Regions from separate parts of the Mus musculus genome. Here regions 2 and 3 are each linked to region 1. Evidence: chromatin contacts called from public ChIA-PET and promoter capture Hi-C data. All regions are on one chromosome and are shown on one strand. The core of a region is the stretch at or near the end of the contact, and the rest is flanking DNA. Distances in the headings are between cores, read along the strand shown. Region 1 holds the start of Scly (selenocysteine lyase). Region 2 holds the start of Traf3ip1 (TRAF3 interacting protein 1). Region 3 overlaps Lrrfip1 (leucine rich repeat (in FLII) interacting protein 1).

Region 1 (3,762 bases), core at 1,158-3,657:
AGTTCTTCATGCTGACGAAGATTGGGTGGGTTTCAGAGTGAATGTGACACTTTAAAACACACGTTCAGGCTCGCCCTCTCCTCTGCGTCCTCGGCCACTGCGAAAGAAGGGAACATGCCAAAGAAAAAGACCGGTGTGAGGAAGAAGGCAGAGAACCGCCGAGAACTCGAGAAACAACTGCGAGCATCAAGAAGTACTGTCGACCTAGCCAAACACCCATGCAATGCTTCAATGGAATGCGACAAATGTCAGAGGCGGCAGAAGAATAGAGCATTTTGCTATTGTTGTAATTCTGTTCAGAAGTTACCAATTTGTGCACAGTGTGGGAAAACAAAGTGTATGATGAAGTCTTCAGACTGTGTTATCAAGCATGCTGGTGTGTACAGTACTGGCCTTGTTATGGTGGGTGCAATATGTGACTTCTGCGAAGCTTGGGTTTGCCATGGGAGGAAGTGTCTTAGCACCCATGCCTGTGCCTGAATGTGAGCAAGGGGTATGGGACCATGGAGGAAGAATATTCAGCTGTTCGTTTTGCCATAATTTTCTCTGTGAAGATGACCAGTTTGAGCATCAAGCCAGCTGCCAAGTTTTAGAAGCAGAAACATTTAAATGTGTTTCCTGCAGTCAACTTGGCCAGCATTCATGTCTCCGCTGTAAGGCTTGTTTCTGTGATGAACATACAAGGAGCAAAGTGTTTAAGCAAGAAAAAGGAAAACAACCTCCTTGCCCTAAATGTGGGCATGAAACACAGGAGACAAAGGATCTTAACATGTCAACACGCTCCTTGAAATTTGGCAGGCAGACTGGAGGAGAAGAAGGGTATGATGCGTCGGACAAGTATGGAGATACTGGATACCATGATGAGGAGGAGGAGGATGAAGCAGAGGATGAAGAGGAAGAAGATGGGAAGGACTCAAATGCTGAGTCATCAGATCTGTTCAGTAACTTGAATTTAGGAAGGACCTATGCCAGTGGCTACGCTCACTACGAGGAGCAGGAGAGCTAGGAGCTGCCCCTTGTTGGCACTTGTGGGAAGAGCAGGCTGAATCTGAGGATGCTCAGACGGACCCTCCCTTGCCTTGTCCAAAAGGCCAGTCACACTGGGCTCGGGAGGTTCTAGCAGTTTATAGGGATGCTATGTGAACTTGCAGTGTATGTAAAGTGAGTTAGATGTATGACAGATGGAGCATCATGGATTGGGTTATTACTGAGTTCAATAATCGGGTGGGTTTTGCCAGCTAGAAACATAATAAAATACACGATAAAGGAATAGAAAGCAAATATATTTATTTGAAATTAAATTACCGTCTTTATTAAAGGCACTGCTTATAAATTCATGTCTCTGATTTTACAAAGTGTAATGGGTAAAATTACCATATTCTTTTTCTTATTTCAATCCATACAATGAGAGTCATGTTCAGTTTTTCACTGACTTCATGCTGGGTAATGTTCACTCTGCATTAGCGGTTGCCATGTTCACCGTTTTCTTACAATGTCTATCCAGTGCTTGTTACTGTCTCACTGACAGACAGAAGTCTAGCTGTTTTCATCCACATAATGGCAGGCAGGACTAGTGTTGCTGATGCTTCACCCAGAGAATCTCATTTTACAATAAAGTTAGCATTATACTTGAAAAATAAAAAATAAAACACACGTTCAGAACTCACTTTGTAGACCAGGCTGGCCTCGAACTCACAGAGATTGGCCAGCTTATGCCTCTGGAGGGCTGGGATGAAAGGCCAGTACTACTACTGTCCTGCTTCACGCCTTTCAATTGTTTAAAAAAAGATTTTTATGTGTATGAGTCTGTTTATGCGTCTGTCTGCACTTACATACGAGCACCATGTGCATGCCTAGTGACTATAACCTTCCATAATTTTAACAGCCCTGCTTAGCTCACCTCTGATCTAGATCGCCTCAAAAGTATCAACACATAACTTCCTAATTTCAGGCAATTAAATCATTCGCGAAGGCGGATGTGGGGTATCCTATGTCCAGCGAGCACTAGCCGCCAACCCTTCCAGGCGCTCAGTCTTGGCTGCTGCGGTGCCTCTCATTGCACCGCGCATCCTAACACTTTTACTTCCATGAACTTTGCGGCGACCGGTGAAGTCACTGGTCCTTCTGTCACTAGTGACAGCCCAGGGAGGTGGGCTCCCAGAGCACGGTGCCAGTAGCTGGAGCACCCAGATGACTCGCCATGAGCGGCGCGCGCTTTGCCGATGACCGGTTAGATAGGACCGGCAGCGCGGTGGCCCTACTAAGGTAGTCTCCAGCTCCGTCCCACTGCCACCTGACCCCACATGACCAATCAACCAGTCAGGGGCGGAGGCAGGGCCCGTGCGGCTCACAGATTGGCCAAAGCGCGAAGCGCAGCCAATGCGGATACTCCGGGACCCGAGGCTCCGCCCATTCAGAGACTTCGGGGCGCTCAGGCTTGGGGTGACCTGCCGGCGATCAGGGGGATGGACGCGGCGCGAAATGGCGCGCTGGGCAGTGTGGAGAGCCTACCCGACAGGTGCGCTCCCTTCAAGGAGCCCGCAGGGCCTAGGGACACCTGGGGGACCTCAGTGAGTGTATGGTGAGGCGGGAGGAAGGGACACGCAGAAGCGTCCGGCCACAGGAACCGGGAGAGAACAGGCTACCGCCCAAGCTGAGGGCAGAAGGGGGCCCACGGGTGACAACTGTGCCGAGTGTGGCCACATCATCCTCCCGCGTTTCGGGCTTCTTCCCAGGGAATGGGCTCTTCCTGGAGGTTGGAACTGGCAGCCGAATCGCGATTATCTGCGTTTTACAAGAATCGCCGCTGCTTAGAGTCTAGGATGGCGTGGCTGTGGGACGGGGGGGAACGGGGGGGGGGGACGGGACTTTGGGGCCCATTTGACCACCCGAAGGTTTAAAGTGGGCTTTGGGGCGGGAACCCTAGGAGCACCAGGACAGTGGGGGAGACCTGCCTTCTCTTGCTGTCCACTGGGCTGTGGGACCTCCTCCCCTGGCGCGCAAGGAACCGGAGGTCCTGGCTCAGCCTTCTCCCACCCAGGAATGTGTTATACCAGAAGCCCCCTCTCCATCCCCATCTCATTTTTTTCTTCTTTCTCTTTTCTCTTTTACCCCCGGTCCCTCCTCCACCTCAGCCCCATAAGGCCTCGATATGTAGTCCAGGCTACTCCTGCCTTCTCCGATATGGTGGAACTTGCCTATAATCCCAACACTGAGGACAGGAGGATTGTGATTTGGAGGCCAGCTTGGATCACACAGTGAGAACCTGTCTCATAAAGGCCTAAGCCTGGTGGCTTGAGCCTATACCAGACGTTTATTAAGCAGTTTCACTTTCTCTAGGAAGCCCGCTAATAACAGAGTCAATCGCTGATAAAATGCAAACCATAAACCAGTTCGGCCAAGCTATAGATGGGAAAACCAGTCACTTGGCAGGCCTATGGGTGTGCAGCACTTTGGGGGCTCTTTATTTCTAGGAAGGAACAGACTTGGGACACAGGCAAAGCCTGCGGCAATGGGAATTCCAGCCCCAGGGTGGTCAGGTAGGTCCACATTACAAAGCCCAGCCTTGCAAGATCAGGTGACTGCGTGGCACTTAAAGCAAAGATAGGAGATGAAAGCTTCTTCCTGCCTGTTCTGCCGTGCTCCCCTGGACATAGTTGGGCAGTGTGTGCTGGCTCACCACTGCATCGGCTTGAACACTGGTTTGATGTAAAACCAAGTGAAATAATGACTGTTTTCAGGCCCGATTGCCTACCATAGAGA
Region 2 (4,006 bases), core at 273-2,772, 200 kb after region 1:
CTGACTGCCCCCCAAGACTGATGGCTCCATGCTGGCCTCTGCATCCTTCCTCTGGGGAGGTCTGGGTTCCAGATATCTTTCTTGAAGCCAGGAATTGCTTATATCTTCTGGGACCCGCTTCGTTGGTGACCAGAATGTTGTCCACTGAAGAATGTCTTTCTTCAGTATGGGGGTGGGTAGGCTGAACCAAAGGCAGGGGTGAGACTCTGGAAGATAGAACTATACTCTTCAAAGTTACCTCCCCTAGGTCAGTCCCCAGAGGGTTGGTTGACAATACTTGCTGTCCTGGATCTTCTAAAAAACTTTGATACCCAGATAGACTGAAGATCTTCTGGTTGGTTAGCCCTCCTAAAGGCAGCCAAAACTGTACTCTGGCCTTCGTGTGTGTGTGTGTGTGTGTGTGTGTGTGTGTGTGTGTGTGTGTGTGTTCTTGGATCCACTTACTGTTCTGCCCTCCTCCACAAGCTGTGAGAGGATAAAGCATCATCTTCGCTTTGTTGTATGGCATAGGCTCCAGGTCCTCAGTAGAATTCCCAAGGTCAGAGGTATCTTCCAAGTAAAACCCTGAGTTCCTACCACCTGGTCCAGCATCACAAACAAGCCAGTTGCTGGCTCCAGCTTTCATTCCACACCTACATCACGATTCTGCTCAGAGTGAACTTTCTAGGGTAGGAGCTAGGTGGGTATGTTCTTAGGGGCGGTGTTTAGAGACAGGACTTCTGCTCTCTGAATTCTGCTCTCTGAACTCCCCCAGAGACCAACTCCAGCTGGGGCTCAGAGTGAGAGGGCTCTTAAAGAAGATTCTGGCTCTCGGGGTGTAGCCATGGTAGAGAGATCAGGGGCAATGTTCTAGTTGGGGTTCTGCCAGTTTGGGCAGAGGAGCTCCAGACCTCAGGCACAGCAGCAACACCTGATCCAGTAGAAGCATCTCCTGCATAGCCTCGGGTGGTGGTGAGGGTGAGGTGGGAAGTAAGTGTGTGTGTGTGTGTGTGTGTGTGTGTGTGTGTAGCAGAAAGCTGCAGCATCCTAGCCTAAGGGCCTAGCTCCTTCACAGTTTTGTGCCCGCTCTGGTGAACCAAGAGCACAGAAAATGTGGAAGGACACAACCCTTCCCCTTGGCACCATCTTAAAGATTACCTAAGGCAGGGGATGCTGGGCAGGGAACAGGAATGAAGGGATGAAAGGAGTCAAGTCCTTTTCCAAGTTTATGTGAAGTGTTATTTTCCTGGTGGGTGTTACTGTAAATGCTCTCCTTAGAAATATCAAATGGTCGCTCTTTTCTCACTCAGAATGCCAGGTCTCTGGGCAGTGCTGTGCAGCGCCCTATGGTGCGCCGGGTTGGCGGAGCAGGCTCAGGTTCAAGCAGCCACAGAGGCGGAGCGCGTGTGTCCTCCAGAGCAGCTAGAGAGGCCGGAGGGGATGGGCGGGGCCGGGCGCGCGTCCGTTGCCAAGGCCGCGCGGCCCTAGAGACCGGGTGCTGGTGGCACGCGCAAGCGCGGTGGCGAGCTGCGGTGCACTGTGGGATGGGAGACCGGCGCGCCGGGACGGCGGGCATCTCGGGGCACCGGGCAGAGGCGCGGCGCGCGAGGAGGGGCGCGAGCGGTCGCGGGCGGCAGCGCCATGAACGCCGCAGTGGTGCGGCGGACGCAGGAGGCTCTGGGCAAGGTGATCCGGAGGCCGCCGCTCACCGAGAAGCTGCTCAACAAGCCACCGTTCCGCTACCTGCACGACATCATCACCGAGGTAGGCGCGGGCTGGTGCGCGTCAGGTTGAGGTGGGGTGAGGGTAGGGGTAGAGTGCGGAACGGGTTAAGGGTCCGGGTAGTGGCGGGACGGGTTGAGGGTTGGGGTAACGGTGTTGAAGGTTATGGTTAAGTGCGGGACCGAGCGAGTGTCGGAGTGAGGGTCCGGGTAGGGTGAGAGTCGAGGTAGGATGCGCGTCTGAGTAGGATTCGTTTCGGGGTGAGAGTCAGAATTAGGGCCGGATCAAGGCGAGTGACCAGGTAGCGTGAGGATCGCGTTGAGGGACCGGGTAGTGTGAGGGGCGTTGTAGGATGCCAATCAGGGTTTGGGTCGAAATGAGGATTAGTCTCAGATGAAGGTGAGGATCAGGGTCAATGGTAAGGTCTGTGTGGCTCCGAGTGCTGATTGGATTGAGAGTGCGTTGAGGGGTGGAGGTGCAGGTCCAGGTCCAGGTGAGGGTCAGGGTTAGGTTCCAGTTGGAGTCAGGGTAGAGTAGCGGGTGCTGGTCTAGTGGTTTGGGTGGAGATAGAAGGCCCGGGTCAGAGTCTAGGTCTGTGGGTTAGGGTGCTGGAGCCAGAAGGTGAGGCTGAGAGGAGGTAGAGGCCCGGGCTGACATCGGTTTATTGAGTGTGAGCCTCGGGACAGGGTCTAGGCTCAGGGTCAAGTTGCTGTTAGGAGCTGGAGGTATGTTGGGGCTCTGGAATTGGGCTGTGCTTATACTTGAGGCCTGGGTAGGGTGCAGGTCCTTGTCTGGGACCTTCTGAGCATTCAGTGGTGCCTTCCATGTTAGGTTCCCAGGCCCACTAGGTCTTGGGACCTGCCTTACTTTACTTCTCCCAACCTGCAGCACTTACCATTATGTCTCTTTAGAGCTTGTCTTCTATTTGTTAGTGAGTCTCCAGGAAGCTGCATTGGATGAGGTACATAACATTGTACAACAGTTACAATTGTGTGGAGTCTGTCTGGGCTCTTGGTAACCCCAAGAGTGTCACTGCAGGGGGTACACAGAATGGGCATGGTACTCCAGAAGGTGCTGTGGAACTTGGGGTATGGTTGGGACTTAGAAGTCCAGAGCTCAAGGTCTCTCCCAGTGTTGACCCTCAGACTTTCTCGTCTCAGTAGGTTGAGCACTGTAGTCTACCCTTCTCGTTACTCATTTGGCCCTCCTACCTTAGCTTGTAATAGGTACTGTCTCGGAACATGGCCCTGTCTGTTAATCTTACATGTGTCCAGAAATGCTCAGGAATCCACCCACATCCCAAGGTGCTCTGCCGCCTGGTAGTCTCCTCTCCCAGTCTGTGAGGCGTTTGTAGCCTATCCTGGAAGGTCTGAGGAAGGGACTGGTGGTGTGGAGAGCCCTGGGAAGCAGGCAGTTGCCACTCTTCAACAGTGAAGGAGTCAAGAAGACTCAGGCATCATGGCACCGGCCTATCACAGTGGAGACTGCTAGGCCTGTGTTTTTATTCTGTTAGTACCCTCAGCCCATGGCTTACGGGGAGTGCTACTCAGCCTCAGATCACTCAGGAACGGAGTGGGGCTTATGGGAGGGAAGAGGAAAGAAGTGGGAGATGACTGTTGACAGGTAGACAGGTGAGGAGTGAGGGCTGCTTTTCTTTTAGACTTTACTGGATCCAGTGGTGAAGCCGGTCTGTTTTGGTATGAAGGTACGTACATTAGCTGTCACCTCCTTGATAAGGAAGGCTGTCAGAGTTGATGTACTTGGAAGTTTTTTCAGAGCAGAGGTAGAGAGCCTCCCTGAAGGTTCTTTACTGTCCCTGAATACTGCATTCAAGTCTCTTCCATGAGGTAGCTACAGCTGTTTCTTCATTAAGCTGACATTCAGACACAAATGTCTCTTGTCACAGTTGCTGCTCACAATTTAAACTGCCAGTGTCTTGGGGAAACCTGAGCAAAGTCAGTTTCAGGAGTGTTAGATTGGGATGCTCTGGTGGTCTGTGTGCCAGCCAGCTGTCTCCTAAAAAAAAAGCCCAGCCCAGCAATATGTTTCTCCTGAAGTTTGTTGTGAGATGGACTCTTCTAGATTAATTAATGACTAGAACGATGTTGCCAAAGTAATTGTAGCCCCATCCCAGAGGAGTGACATTCACATGGGGATGTCTTGCTGCTGATGTTTTTAAAGCCTGCCTCCTGTACCCATGGTAACATGTTACTATGTACCACAAGTCTGGTCATATGAGTCCTCTCCAAGCACCACATTTACATTCTTGGTGTTTTTTTTTTTTTTTTTTTTTCCTGTTACCCGT
Region 3 (3,811 bases), core at 752-3,251, 200 kb before region 1:
TCCTGGGTTTTATAAAAAAGCTAGCCATGGTTCCTACCTCCAAGTTCCTGCCCTGGTGCCCCCTCTATGGCAGACTGTGTCCTGGGGGGTGCAAGCCAGATAAAGCTTTTCCTTCCCAAGTTGCTTTTGGTTGGAAAGCCACAGAAAGAAATGTAGGAAGTGCACACATGCGCGCGCACCCCCCCCCCATATTTTTCTCATGTTAATTGAGCACCTAGAATAGTCTGGTCATGAGTCAACAGTGTTAGGCAATGCAAACCTGCCCTCGCCCTTCATGGGATACACAGACTGGGCTAGAAGATGTTCATCAAATAAATAACATAAACATCAGTTGCACCTGCACGAGCCATGAGGGCAGGTGCGTGGAGAGAGGCAGAAGCTGGGGTTAGAGGATCTAGGCTTGAACCACAGCCAAGCAGAGCCAGGTGACACCTAGGGCATCCTCCTCATCTAAGCCCTACAGCCCACTGGAATCCAAGAGAGCTTCCACAGATCTGAAGCATCCTTCAGGAATGTCTCGGGTGGAGCCAGGACTTGCTGTCTTGTGTACTCATAGAAAAGTGCTGAGCTAGCTGTCTGCCCATTCGAATTTGAAAACAAAGACACCCCCACCCCCCCACCCCCCACCCCCGCCCCCGTGATTCATGTTGTCTAAAGAGGCAAGGCAGGGTCCAGGTGGAGAGCAAGCTTGCACCTATGGGTACGAGATTGGATCTAAAACCTATGGTCCACCAAGTATGGTGGCTCATAATGGTAATCCCAATACTAGAGAGGCTGAGAAAGGTGAAGCCTGATTTCAAGGCTACCTTGGGCAACGCAGTGAATCTCAGGCTACTCTCAATCCCGTAAACTCTGTCTTAAAAATAGAATTAGGGCCAGTGTGATGGCTTAGTGGGTAAAGGTACTTACTGTCACGCCTGATGAGTCTGAACCCAAAGTCTCACATAGAAGGGGAGACCAAGCCCCACTAGTTGCCCTCTGACCCCTCCCCAACATGTGTCATGTCATGCACACATACCCCAAATAAATAATACACAATAAAACCAAAAATCCCCACTCCAACAGTAAGCCCCACTGTTACCTGCATTCGAAGGGAATTGGTCCTTAAAACCGGTGCTCCCTGAGCAGGGTTTGCTGTGTCCCTTGTTTTGAGAGGGTCGTTGCAATGGGAGCCTGTTTGCTTTCCAGGGTCTTGCTGTGGCCCACCTGGGAGCTGGGACCATGAGGCTAGGTTCTCTCATACCCAGCTCTTTCTTGGGTCTCTCTACCTTCTAATGGTGACATGCAAGCTGATGTTTAAAATGTCATCATGTGATTCTCATCAGAAACCCACTGAGATGGTGCGGACTGGACTCACTGTGCTACCGTCTTCCTGTAGAGGACTTGGTTTTAGAAGGGAAGGAGTCTTTGCTCCCATTGAAGTTTCTTAGAAGGGACTTGTTTTTAGGAGGAAAAAAAAATTTAGAGGAAGAAAATTGAGACTAGTTCTTGCTCTGGGGCCAAGCATGGCCTCAGAGTCAAACCTTTCTTCCCCAACCTCTCACATGTTAGAATTACAGGCATGTGCCACCATGCCTGGTAAATTTTAGATGTCTTTGAATACACTTAGTGGCAATGATAAAAGACTGTGCCATCTGGAATCCTGTTAGTGGGGCATTACTCTCAACTGCGGAGAACTGGGGAATGGTGATAGAACAACTCAGTGGGTCACAAGAGTCCTATGACTTGCTTGTCCCTTGTGCCTGCTGTGGCCAACAGCAGCCCTTGAGCTCCACCCTTCTGTGGCCACCTTTGGTGGCCTTGTCTCCATGGCAGCCTTCACACCGGTCACGGAACAGCCGTGAATGTGTGCTGTCTGTTATTTTCAGAGGGGCAGTGACATGCTCAGAGTGAAGCATTCCGTCTGGGTTACTTATCTGTCCCTTTGTGTCTGGGGCTTTCTGAAAAGGGTACAGCTGTCTGCTTTCTGGGCCTGACCTGAGGCCAACCTAACCATAGACAGACCAGGCTAGACCGCCATCTAGTGGAGCCAGCGGGAATAGCAGACCTGTTGGGGCCCTTTGGGGCCCCTGGCTGTTTCAAAAAGGCTGACAAATAGATGCACTTTGTCAATTTGAAGACAAAACTAGATGCACTATATGCTGAAGGGTACATTTCATGTATCTGTGTTGAGAGCAGGAACACAGTTTTAGATTTTTCTCCACATGGTCTCTATATCCCCACCCCAAGTTTTCGTATTCTGCATTAACTATCTATGTTAGAGCAAAGACTTTAAAAAAAAAAAAAACTATGGGACATACAAACTATATTTTTCTCTCTATTGGCTTTTTTTGAGGCCTCCACATGCACACACGTGCTCCCAAACATGAACATGCATACACGAATACATACCCAAGGAGAGGGGAGCAGGGCTCTTCCATTCTGTAAATGCATACACATGTTCACAGTTGTGAACATTCATACATGTGCACACCCCCAAGGAAAATGGAGCAGGGCTCTTTAACTCTGCAGACAGTGAGATATGACTGTCTCAATCGGGGCCTGCCTTAGCATCCCCAGATTGTACAGTTAGGCCAGTGTGAACTTCACACCTGCTAATAACCCCACACATGAGCAGTGGCTAGCTGTGACTCCACTGGTCTGTGCAGCAGGGCCCCTGAGTCCTTGCCATGTGCTAGTTAGACTTGGGACACACCTAGAAAAGAAACGGGCATCGGAGGTGCCCACTGGTCTTGTGTTTGGTGACCATTTTCACTTGCTATTCATGTTGTCTGTGCTCTGTAACCTCAGAGCATGGTGGTTACCATTGTAAACCTGCACAGGTATCCACAGAGTCCCAGGCCACTCATATCTGTGAGTCTGAGATGCAGTGTCACTCCTCTTTTGGTGAAAACTCTTGGGGTCAAAGCTAAGAACTTCTGAACTTGGCATTAAGAGGGCAGCAGGTTCTGATGGTGTTTCAGCATGGTGCCTGCGTGACTGACTTCCCAGAGGCCCAGGAATGGAACTTGGTCTCATAGTAGATGTTGAGCAAAGGAAGGGATAGTCCTTAAGTCAGACTCAGCCTCTGTCCCCAAGACACCCTCTACCCCAGGTGTGTACATCCCTTGGGACCCAGCACCAATGCACACTGCTCTCAGCCTCCTAGACTGCTCCAAGTCCCACTGAGGCTTCTATCTGAGGGAAGGAAGGGCCCCAGAGAGGCAGGAAAGATGGGGAGAGCCAGAGTTTAATAAGAGTTTCTCTTTTTACTTTTTAAATTATAGCACAAGCTAGCGTTTCTTGATTTGTGCAGTTGGTTTGGACTTTTTGTTGTTGTTATTGTTGTTGTTGTTGTTGTTGTTGTTGTGTTTCTTTTGTTTTTTAGCATCAATCTCCAGATCAATACAGGTCTTTGAAATGATCATAGGAGTTGTAATTCAGTGCTTTGTAATATTTGACAGCTGTCCATTTCCCCCACAGGTAGAAGAAAGACCAGACAAAGACTTTGCTGAGAAGGTAAGGATTTCTGTAAGCCTCTGCCTTAGCTTAGTTGTGAAACGAGATGGTCTTGGGTGAGGCTGACAGGAACCCAGTTACTTGGTGCTTAATAAAGTAATCGAATGACAGAGGCTACTAAGAGGGCCACACAACATGATGTTATATCCCCAAAGGAGTCCATCATGAGTTGAAATATGAGGGACAGCGAAGAGCTCATGGCTAACCAGACACCAGTGAGACAGCTCCGAATGAACCCTCTTTATCACTAGCCAGAAGTCCAGTAGAGAAACTGAGTTTAAAAAAGGGTGCTCTGGGGCCAGAGAAATGGCTC

What was found. ChIA-PET counts read pairs in DNA pulled down with a chosen protein or histone mark. Capture Hi-C pulls out chosen DNA fragments and counts their contacts.
Region 2: a promoter capture Hi-C map of liver shows a contact between it and region 1. The contact joins the promoter of Traf3ip1 here to the promoter of Scly in region 1. A contact is called at or near these places in 2 of 39 promoter capture datasets (hematopoietic stem and progenitor cells and pre-B cells), 2 of 484 Hi-C or Micro-C datasets (B cells and nephron progenitors), 2 of 115 datasets of contacts at active chromatin or transcription factors (memory CD8 T cells and pancreatic cancer cells) and 3 of 9 other capture datasets (adipose tissue, liver and pancreatic islet).
Region 3: a contact with region 1 is called in an RNA polymerase II ChIA-PET map of memory CD8 T cells, with 143 read pairs. The contact joins the enhancer-like site here to the promoter of Scly in region 1. A contact is called at or near these places in 2 of 39 promoter capture datasets (hippocampal neurons and pre-B cells), 5 of 484 Hi-C or Micro-C datasets (B cells, CD4 T cells, the G1E-ER4 cell line and 2 more), 4 of 115 datasets of contacts at active chromatin or transcription factors (bone marrow-derived macrophages, memory CD8 T cells, pancreatic cancer cells and 1 more) and 2 of 9 other capture datasets (adipose tissue and liver).

The regions. Positions count from the first base shown.
Region 1 is chr1:91,295,931-91,299,692 of GRCm38.p6, forward strand. Scly (selenocysteine lyase) reads left to right here and starts at 2,408. Exons shown (of 12, transcript NM_016717.3): 1 at 2,408-2,518. The coding sequence starts at 2,466. It also overlaps the pseudogene Gm7785.
Region 2 is chr1:91,493,146-91,497,151 of GRCm38.p6, forward strand. It overlaps Traf3ip1 (TRAF3 interacting protein 1), which reads left to right and starts at 1,523. Exons shown (of 15, transcript NM_028718.2): 1 at 1,523-1,743. The coding sequence starts at 1,621.
Region 3 is chr1:91,097,115-91,100,925 of GRCm38.p6, forward strand. It overlaps Lrrfip1 (leucine rich repeat (in FLII) interacting protein 1), which reads left to right. Exons shown (of 25, transcript NM_001310732.1): 13 at 3,463-3,498. Among named protein-coding and RNA genes, the nearest start is that of Lrrfip1, 46 kb to the left of the region's middle. Within about 2 kb of position 2,002, at least 105 of the 459 cell types and tissues checked have an H3K27ac peak or open chromatin away from gene starts, as enhancers often do. A contact at or near this core is called in B cells, bone marrow-derived macrophages, liver and 2 more, where this site is marked.